2 separate regions of the Mus musculus genome follow, and region 2 is linked to region 1. Evidence: chromatin contacts called from public HiChIP or PLAC-seq data. All regions are on one chromosome and are shown on one strand. The core of a region is the stretch at or near the end of the contact, and the rest is flanking DNA. Distances in the headings are between cores, read along the strand shown. Region 1 has its middle 15 kb from the start of Cdc42se2. Region 2 overlaps Gm2a (GM2 ganglioside activator protein).

What was found. HiChIP or PLAC-seq counts read pairs in DNA pulled down with a chosen protein or histone mark.
Region 2: a FOXA1 HiChIP or PLAC-seq map of pancreatic cancer cells shows a contact between it and region 1. The contact joins two enhancer-like sites. A contact is called at or near these places in 1 of 484 Hi-C or Micro-C datasets (olfactory sensory neurons) and 2 of 115 datasets of contacts at active chromatin or transcription factors (memory CD8 T cells and pancreatic cancer cells).

Annotation. Positions count from the first base shown.
Region 1 is chr11:54,800,555-54,804,318 of GRCm38.p6, forward strand. No RefSeq gene overlaps it. Among named protein-coding and RNA genes, the nearest start is that of Cdc42se2, 15 kb to the left of the region's middle. Within about 2 kb of position 1,872, at least 146 of the 459 cell types and tissues checked have an H3K27ac peak or open chromatin away from gene starts, as enhancers often do. A contact at or near this core is called in pancreatic cancer cells, where this site is marked.
Region 2 is chr11:55,100,665-55,104,428 of GRCm38.p6, forward strand. It overlaps Gm2a (GM2 ganglioside activator protein), which reads left to right. Exons shown (of 4, transcript NM_010299.3): 2 at 2,923-3,084. Among named protein-coding and RNA genes, the nearest start is that of Gm2a, 4.6 kb to the left of the region's middle. Within about 2 kb of position 1,802, at least 21 of the 459 cell types and tissues checked have an H3K27ac peak or open chromatin away from gene starts, as enhancers often do. A contact at or near this core is called in pancreatic cancer cells, where this site is marked.

The sequences.
Region 1 (3,764 bases), core at 622-3,121:
ACTTATTATTTCTACATACACACACATTTCTGGGATTCACCAGATGTGGCAGCACATGCCTATTATCCTAGCACTAGAGAGGGCAGAGGCAGAAGGATGGAAGGTTTAAAATCAGTTTGGGCTACATATTAAGACCCTGTCTCACATACATACATACATACATACATACATACATACATACATACATCCCATACATATAAATACTCTTTGGTACTTCAGCTAAACCTAAGGCCCCAAGAGACCTTCAAAGATGATTCAAAGTAATCTTTCTCCCGGTGACTCAGGTAGAAAAAATAGGTCACATTCATATATGTATAGGCAGGACAACGAAAAAGCCCGTGAGAGATTTCCAGATAATATAGCCTTGAACTTGTGAAGAATTCCCTCACCATGCCTCCTGAGTGCTGGGAAATCATGTGTGCACCACTACACAGGAATAGTCTATAGGTCTGCGAGATGACTTGGTAGGTAAAGTTGCTTGCTGCCAAGCCTGACAACCTCAGCTACACCCAGGACCTGCAAGGTAGAAAGACAAGTTCATCTTCCACAGTGGTTGTCTGACATCCGTGCATGCACTATGGCATGAGTACACACCAACACACACATTCATGCATACAAAAGTAAGAAAGAAACGAAGGAAGGAAGAAGAGAGGAAGGGAGGATATGTCTGGAGAGATGGCCCAGTAGTTAAAGGTGCACACTGTTCTTCCAGAGGACCCAAGTTCAGTTCACAACACCCACATTAGCACCTCACAACCACCTGTAACTCCAGCTCCAGGGAATCTGATATTCTCTTCTGGCCTTCACAAATACCTGCACACTCACACACACTATAGGTGAGGAGGGAATTCCAGCCCCAGGGAATCCAACATTCTCTTCTGGCCTTCACAAATACCTGTGTGCGCATGCACACACACACTCACACAAAGAAGAAGGAGGAGGAAGAGGAGGAGGAAGAAAAGGAGGAGGAAGAGGAGGAGGAGGAGGAGGAGGAGGAAGAGGAGGAGGAGGAGGAGGAGGAGGAGGAGAAGAAGAAGAAGAAGAAGAAGAAGAAGAAGAAGAAGAAGAAGAAGAAGAAGAAGAAGAAGAAGAAGAAGAAGAAGAAGAAGAAGAAGAAGAATTTTAAAGGCTGTTCTAGCAGGGTCCAATTCAATTCAATAATGTTTGTTGTCTATTGTATGAGGAGTGGAGAAATCTGAAGATCAATAAAAGGATCAACACAGCATCTATGACCTCCTCACCCTACTCCTGCCCACTCTGCCTCTGAGGTCTTCTCAGGCTCACCCCTTGGACCACAAATGTCTTGCCTCTTAACTGCTTCTAACAGCTCATTGAGAAGACAGCTCTTGGTCTTGACTGTGACTTCAAGCCAGCCTTCCCAGGGATGACTAGTCACCCTCTGCCCTTGGCTCTGCAGCCTCCTTCCTCCCAATCAGTCAGGAAGCTGCTGAATCAAGATGTTGCAACCGCAGCTTCCGGCTCCACAATGCTGTGTGAGGAGGAAGTTGCTTTGCTAAGTATTCTAGTCAAAGTTCTGATGAAGAACATTGGACTCCAGTTCTGAAAGTCCAGAAAGGATTCCTAAAGGACAGGATGCAATTTAGAGGAATTACCAAAATGGGGGTGGAAGTCTTTAAGTGTGGAAGAGCCATGTGTCAACTCAGAGAGCCATGAGAAAATGTGATGAGAGTTAGTGACTGAGTGCACGGTGTGAAGTGTAAAGTGTGTGTGTGTGTGTGTGTGTGTGTGTGTGTATACAGGAAACAACGCTGGGGCTTCTGAGACAGAGATCAGATTATACTAAGGTGCCTGAAGTTAGCTGGAGAGAATAAATGAGTCAGGCACAAAGACCAAGTGAGTCAATGATGTAGCTTGGAGGTTGCAGTTTAGCTCAGTGGGTTAAGTGTCTGCTATATAAGCACGAGTCAGGATCCTCAGCACACATGCAAAAGCGAGGTGCTGTAGGAAGTGCCTCTAACCCCAGTGCCAGGGACAGAGAGAGAGATCCTGGGTCATGCTGGACAGCCAGGCTAGCCAAAACAGCAAGTTTCAGTTTCACTGGCAGCCTAATTAATAATAATAATAATAATAATAATAATAATAATAATAATAATAATAATAATAAATTACTAAATAAATAAAAAGGTAGAGAGCAATAGAGGAAGACATACATCCAACCATCAATTTGAACTCACACATACAGGCACCTGCACACTCCTGTGCTTAAATACACTGACAACTCATAAACCAAAGAGAGTGACATTTATGGAGTCAGGGTTAATGTCTCATACATAACCTTTGCACTCTAAGTTTGTATTGCTTCACATATTTCCTTGATAAGCTCCACGTGGCACTCATTCATTAATGGTGGAATTTGAGAGCTCGGAAGGGACGTCGTGGCTATGTCTGCTGTTCTGTTTCCTCGGCGGTTCTGCAGGTTAGTTTCCTTCTGGTTTATGTCTTCATCTGTTCACGGTCACAGTAGAGATCAAACCCAAGGCCTGATCTCAGTACAAACTCTTCTACCCTAGGCCTGAAGACTCATCTTTCCTGCTTTATTTATGTATTTATTATTAATTTTGGATTCAGGGTTTCATGTAACCCAAGCTAGCCTCTAACTTGTTGCATAGCCAAGGATAACCTTGATTTCCTAATCTTCCCGTGTCCACCCCCTGAGTGCTTGGATTACAGATGTGCACCTCTGTACTCTGCTCTCTGGCTTGTTTTGGCTAATCTGAACAGTTTGCCATTAGTTAGGATTTTCTCCTCGTGAACAGTAATGGTGCACACAAGATGCAGCCAAGACAAGGTAATTTCCATACCATATTCTGTTGCTTGTGAATGTAGTCTCCCACACAACCTTTTCCTTTCTTTTTTTCATGTTTCCCTTCTGCAAATATTCCATTCTACTAAAAGGTAAGGCAAATACAGTGATATAAATGTGGGAATCTGGCTGGAGATACAGCTCATGGTTGAGAGTACTGGATGCTCTTTCAGAGGACCTGGATTTGTGTCCCAGCACTCACACAACAGCTCACCACCACCTGTAACTCCAGTCCCAGGGCATCCAACGTCCTCTTCTGGCTTCTGTGGACACAATATACATGTGATATACACACATATAAGCAGACAAACACTCGTGCACATAAAAGTAAAAATAAATCTTTTAAAGACACAATGGACCAGTTCTGGTTTGTTTTTTGTTTTTTGTTTTTTTTTGTTTGTTTGATTGATTTTTTTCATCTTAGAACCTCTTAGAAGACACTTTGAGAAAGAAAATGAACTCATTTGATCCGATGTTAACAGTTTTATAGTTTTGCTGATTCCTGGGAAATTTTTAAATGGGGAAAACACATAAGTTTTCATGAAATTGGTTGTCTATACTAGAAAACTCCTCTCCACAGGAATTTCCTGACTTCGGGGGGATGGGGGAGGAAGCCGCCTACAGAAGCTCTCAACAGAGCTTCCTATCCTAGGTAAGCCCTGCCCAACATTCTTTTGCTTATCAAGAAATTATTTCAATTCTACCTTCATTTTTCATTAACTGACAAGCTGTAAAACAATAAATGAGATATATGACGAGTACAACAAGTGATTTAGTTGCTAAGAATGTCCAGAGAGTTGGGCGTGGTGGCACATGCCTGTAATTCCAGGATTCAGGATGTGAGACCAGAAGGGTCACTCAGAGGCTAGCCTTGGCTACAGGGCTAGCGAGATGGCTGGCTCAGTGAATAAGAGTGTTTTGTAACTGCAGCTCCAGGGGA
Region 2 (3,764 bases), core at 552-3,051, 300 kb after region 1:
CTATGAGGGCTTATAATCAATGAGACTGCTACCCTTCTTCAGCGAGGTCCCTCATTCAACGTGTTTAGCCTGTTGGCCTTTCTGTAGTACTGGAACCAGCTGAGCTTCTACCTCAGGGCCTTTGCTTGTGCTCTGTGTGTATTGATGGCTAATTTCTCATCCTGAAAGAATGTTTTTAAGTGTCACCTTTCAACCACCCTAAGTAAGACCTGAGTTACTCTCCACACCACCTTCAGGCACTCTAATATGTGGTCGATCCTCCTTTGTTCCCTCCCTCCCTCCTTCTCTCCCTTCTTTTCTTTCCGTTTTTTCTGCCCCCTAGTACTTGGGTTTGAACCCAGGACTTTAGGCATGTTAGGCGAGCTCTCTACCACTGAGTTACACTGCCAGCCTGGGGAACACTTATTTACACTAGACTATAAGCCCCACAAGGCAGGGAAGAACTGCTTCCTATTGTTTACAAAGCCTCAGTCCAGGCCCTGAAATAGTCGCTTCACAAATACTTATGGAATGAAGTTTGAGCAAAATACCTGCTGGTACCTACCCTGGCCCTGCCTTTCTTAGTCACAGTGTGGCCTTTCATTCCAGGAATCAGAAGCCCATGCCAAGAAGCTTGAACATGGAGTTTAACAGGCTTACATGGATCTCACGGAGTTGGTGGCAGGAAACAGAGGCCAGGGAGGCACATGGCTGTGTTTTAGTGAGCCAGCTCATGCTTTGTGTCTGACACAATGTCATGAGTTGTCACATACGTGTTCTCACCTTGCAACAGTTCTGGGAGGAAGATATAAAATGCCTCTACTTAAAAGATGTGGAAATCAGAAATCAGGACTCCAATTGTATGTGTTCCAGGCTGGGATTCCAACCCAGGTCTGTTTGACTGGAACCTAGGCTTCCTGCCTGGCACTCCAAAGCCATACCTGTCCCAGGTCCCTGGGATGCTTGTTTTCCATCCCAGGCTGGTTATGAGCTCACTGTGTGTTTGAGGATGAGTTTGAACATCAGAGCCGAGTGCTGGGATTACAGGCATGTGCCCTGTGCTGGTCTTGCTGGTCTTAGATTGCCTTTTGTTCTTTTTTGAAGACAGGGTCTCACTATGTAGCCCAGGCTGCCTTCAAGCTTGAGATCCTCCTGCCTCAGCCTCCCTAGTGCTGGGATGACTGGTGTATGTCAGCATGCCTGGCTCCTTTAGTGCTGTAGTAGATCATATAGGTGACTGACTCTGTGTTCCTTTCCCATAGGACAGAGGGGCTCTTACTCTTGTCTCCTCAACTCAACTTGGAGCTGAGCCGCAAGTGTACGTGCTTGGAACCCACCTTAAAACTTTTGACCCAAGGCAGTGCCAGGCCTTGTGTCATAAGGGTCACATACATTGCCTCTGGCCATAGGGTCACACACACAGCTTCTTGTGTCATAATTCCAAGGCTTGGCAGAGAGAAGCTGTGGTCTAGCACGGATCAGGTGTTCTCTGGGTCCGGATGGTTATGAATGGGTTAAGATGGAGGCCAGGCTGGCAGATTTTCTAAGGCTGTGTGTGGATAATGGCAGTGCTAAGTGTCTTTGTAGGGGGTTTTGGGGGTGGGGCATGTGAGTGTGTTTTGAGAGGGAGAGACAGGCAGACAGGCAGACAAACAGACAGACAGAGGTGTAGAATGAATCCCAGATCCTAAGGTTCTGGGGGCTGGTGGTCACATTTGTTGGATCTAGGTCACGTGGAGGAAGATTTGAGAAGTTCCTCTGCAGAGGAGTGGTGGGTGACTCAGGTTGTGCCTATGGTGTGGTTCACGACAGGGGAGTAAGAATGTGGGTGTAAGGTGAGAAAGTCATTGCTCGTCACTGAGGGACCTCCTGTAGATCTTGTCCTGTGGGTCTTGTTCCCTGGACGCTGAGGCTTGGGTTACTGTTGTTTCTCCTTGTGTTCTTTCTCCTTGTTCCCCCTTGTTGCCGACCTAGGATTGGACAAGGGGTGGGGCATAATCAGGCTCATGGGCATGGAATACAAGGGTGACTTTCAGCAGCTTGTCTTGTGGTGACCTCCCAAAGCTAGCTGGAGAGAAATGGGTGGCAGGGTCAGAGCTCAGAGAAGGTACCCTCAAAGCTAAATGAGGCTAATACCATTATTAAATAGAGTATTTTCTGTATTCATTGACTTGTATACAATGTATCTGTATCGTATCCAATCCCACATTCCCTTTCAATCCAGCGCACCTGCCTGCCATTTTTATCTTCTCTTAATAACCCACTGAGTCCAATTATTGCTTCTCATATGTGCATGGGTTAGGACATGGCTATCTATGAGTATCACAAGCCCCCAAGGTATAATGACTCCTCCTCTCTGTAGCCACCACTGCCAATACTTCCTTAGCTAGGGGTGATTCCTCTCTCCCTCCCTCCCTTCCTCCCTCCCTCCCTCCCTCCCTTCTTTTGTAGCCTAGGCTGGTTTAGAATGACCACATCTTCCCTTGAGTGTTTACATTATGGGCTTGCACCCATACAGCTAGCTAAGTCTCTCTCTCTCTCTCTCCTGCCCTGCCCCAGAACAGGGTCTTGTGTATCTAGACTGGCCTGACATGGGCTATGTAGTTGAAGATGACCATGAATTCCTGATGTTCTACCTCCCAAGTGTTGCCCCTGCCACCACACTGGGTTTGTGTCATGCCAAGGATAGAGCCTAAGGTTTCCAATATGCCAGGTAGACATTCCACCAACGGAGCGACATCCCAACCCCCTTAGTTTTAAAGTTCAAGGTCTGATATAATGGGCCTAGGCCCTGCACTTTGGCATTTTGCCTGAAGAATGGGTCAGACAAGTGTGACTGTTACCATGGAGCTCAGAGGGGAATGGGCAGGCCTCCCTCCAACTCTTGTATGCTGAAACATTTCTTTTCCTCCACTTCTCTCCTTGCTGTCTCGTTGTCCCTAGCTTTCCCAACTTGGTGGCTTCTCCTGGGATAACTGTGATGAAGGAAAGGACCCTGCAGTGATCAAAAGCCTCACGATCCAACCTGACCCCATTGTGGTTCCTGGAGATGTAGTCGTCAGCCTTGAGGGCAAGACCAGCGTTCCCCTCACTGCTCCTCAGAAGGTAAGCCCCAGGCTGTGTGGACGATGGACGGGGAGTGGGCAGCCAGCAGGCGCCATGGAAACTCATGCTCATAGATTGTGAAAGACTTCAGACTTTGCAGACTTACCACAGACTTTCCCGGGTTCATAGAGTCTCAGGGTCAGGGGATGGAAGGGAAACCCAGGTCAGCTGGGATTCACCCATTCATGCACTTGGATATGGCGGCCCAGTGTTCACCATGGACTCCTCTGTGTTGTTTTGATGTATAGCCAGTAGCCAGGGACATAAGGCTATTTTCTTTTGTTTTGAGACAGGGTCTCACTCTGTAGCCTATGCTGGCCTTGAACTTGTGGTAGGCCTGCCTGCCGCAGTTTGGTTGTGGGCATGAGCCGCCACAATGTGGACTCTCAGAGCTGAATGAACAATGCTGTTTCCTTTATCCATACTGCATGCATTTATTTTTTAAAAAATACATATGAAAACAAGCAGTGCTTTGTATGTATGTTTTGAGGGAGGGCTTTATGTAGCCTTAGCTGGCCTTGAACTTGCTGTGAGCTCCTGGCTCTCTGGCCTCCACTTCTTGAGTACTCAGATCACAGGGGTACTACCACACCTGGAATGGACCCCGGGGCCTCTCATGCATATTAGGTGAGCACTCTGCCAAAACCACATCCCCAACTTTGTTTCTGTTCTTTTGAGCC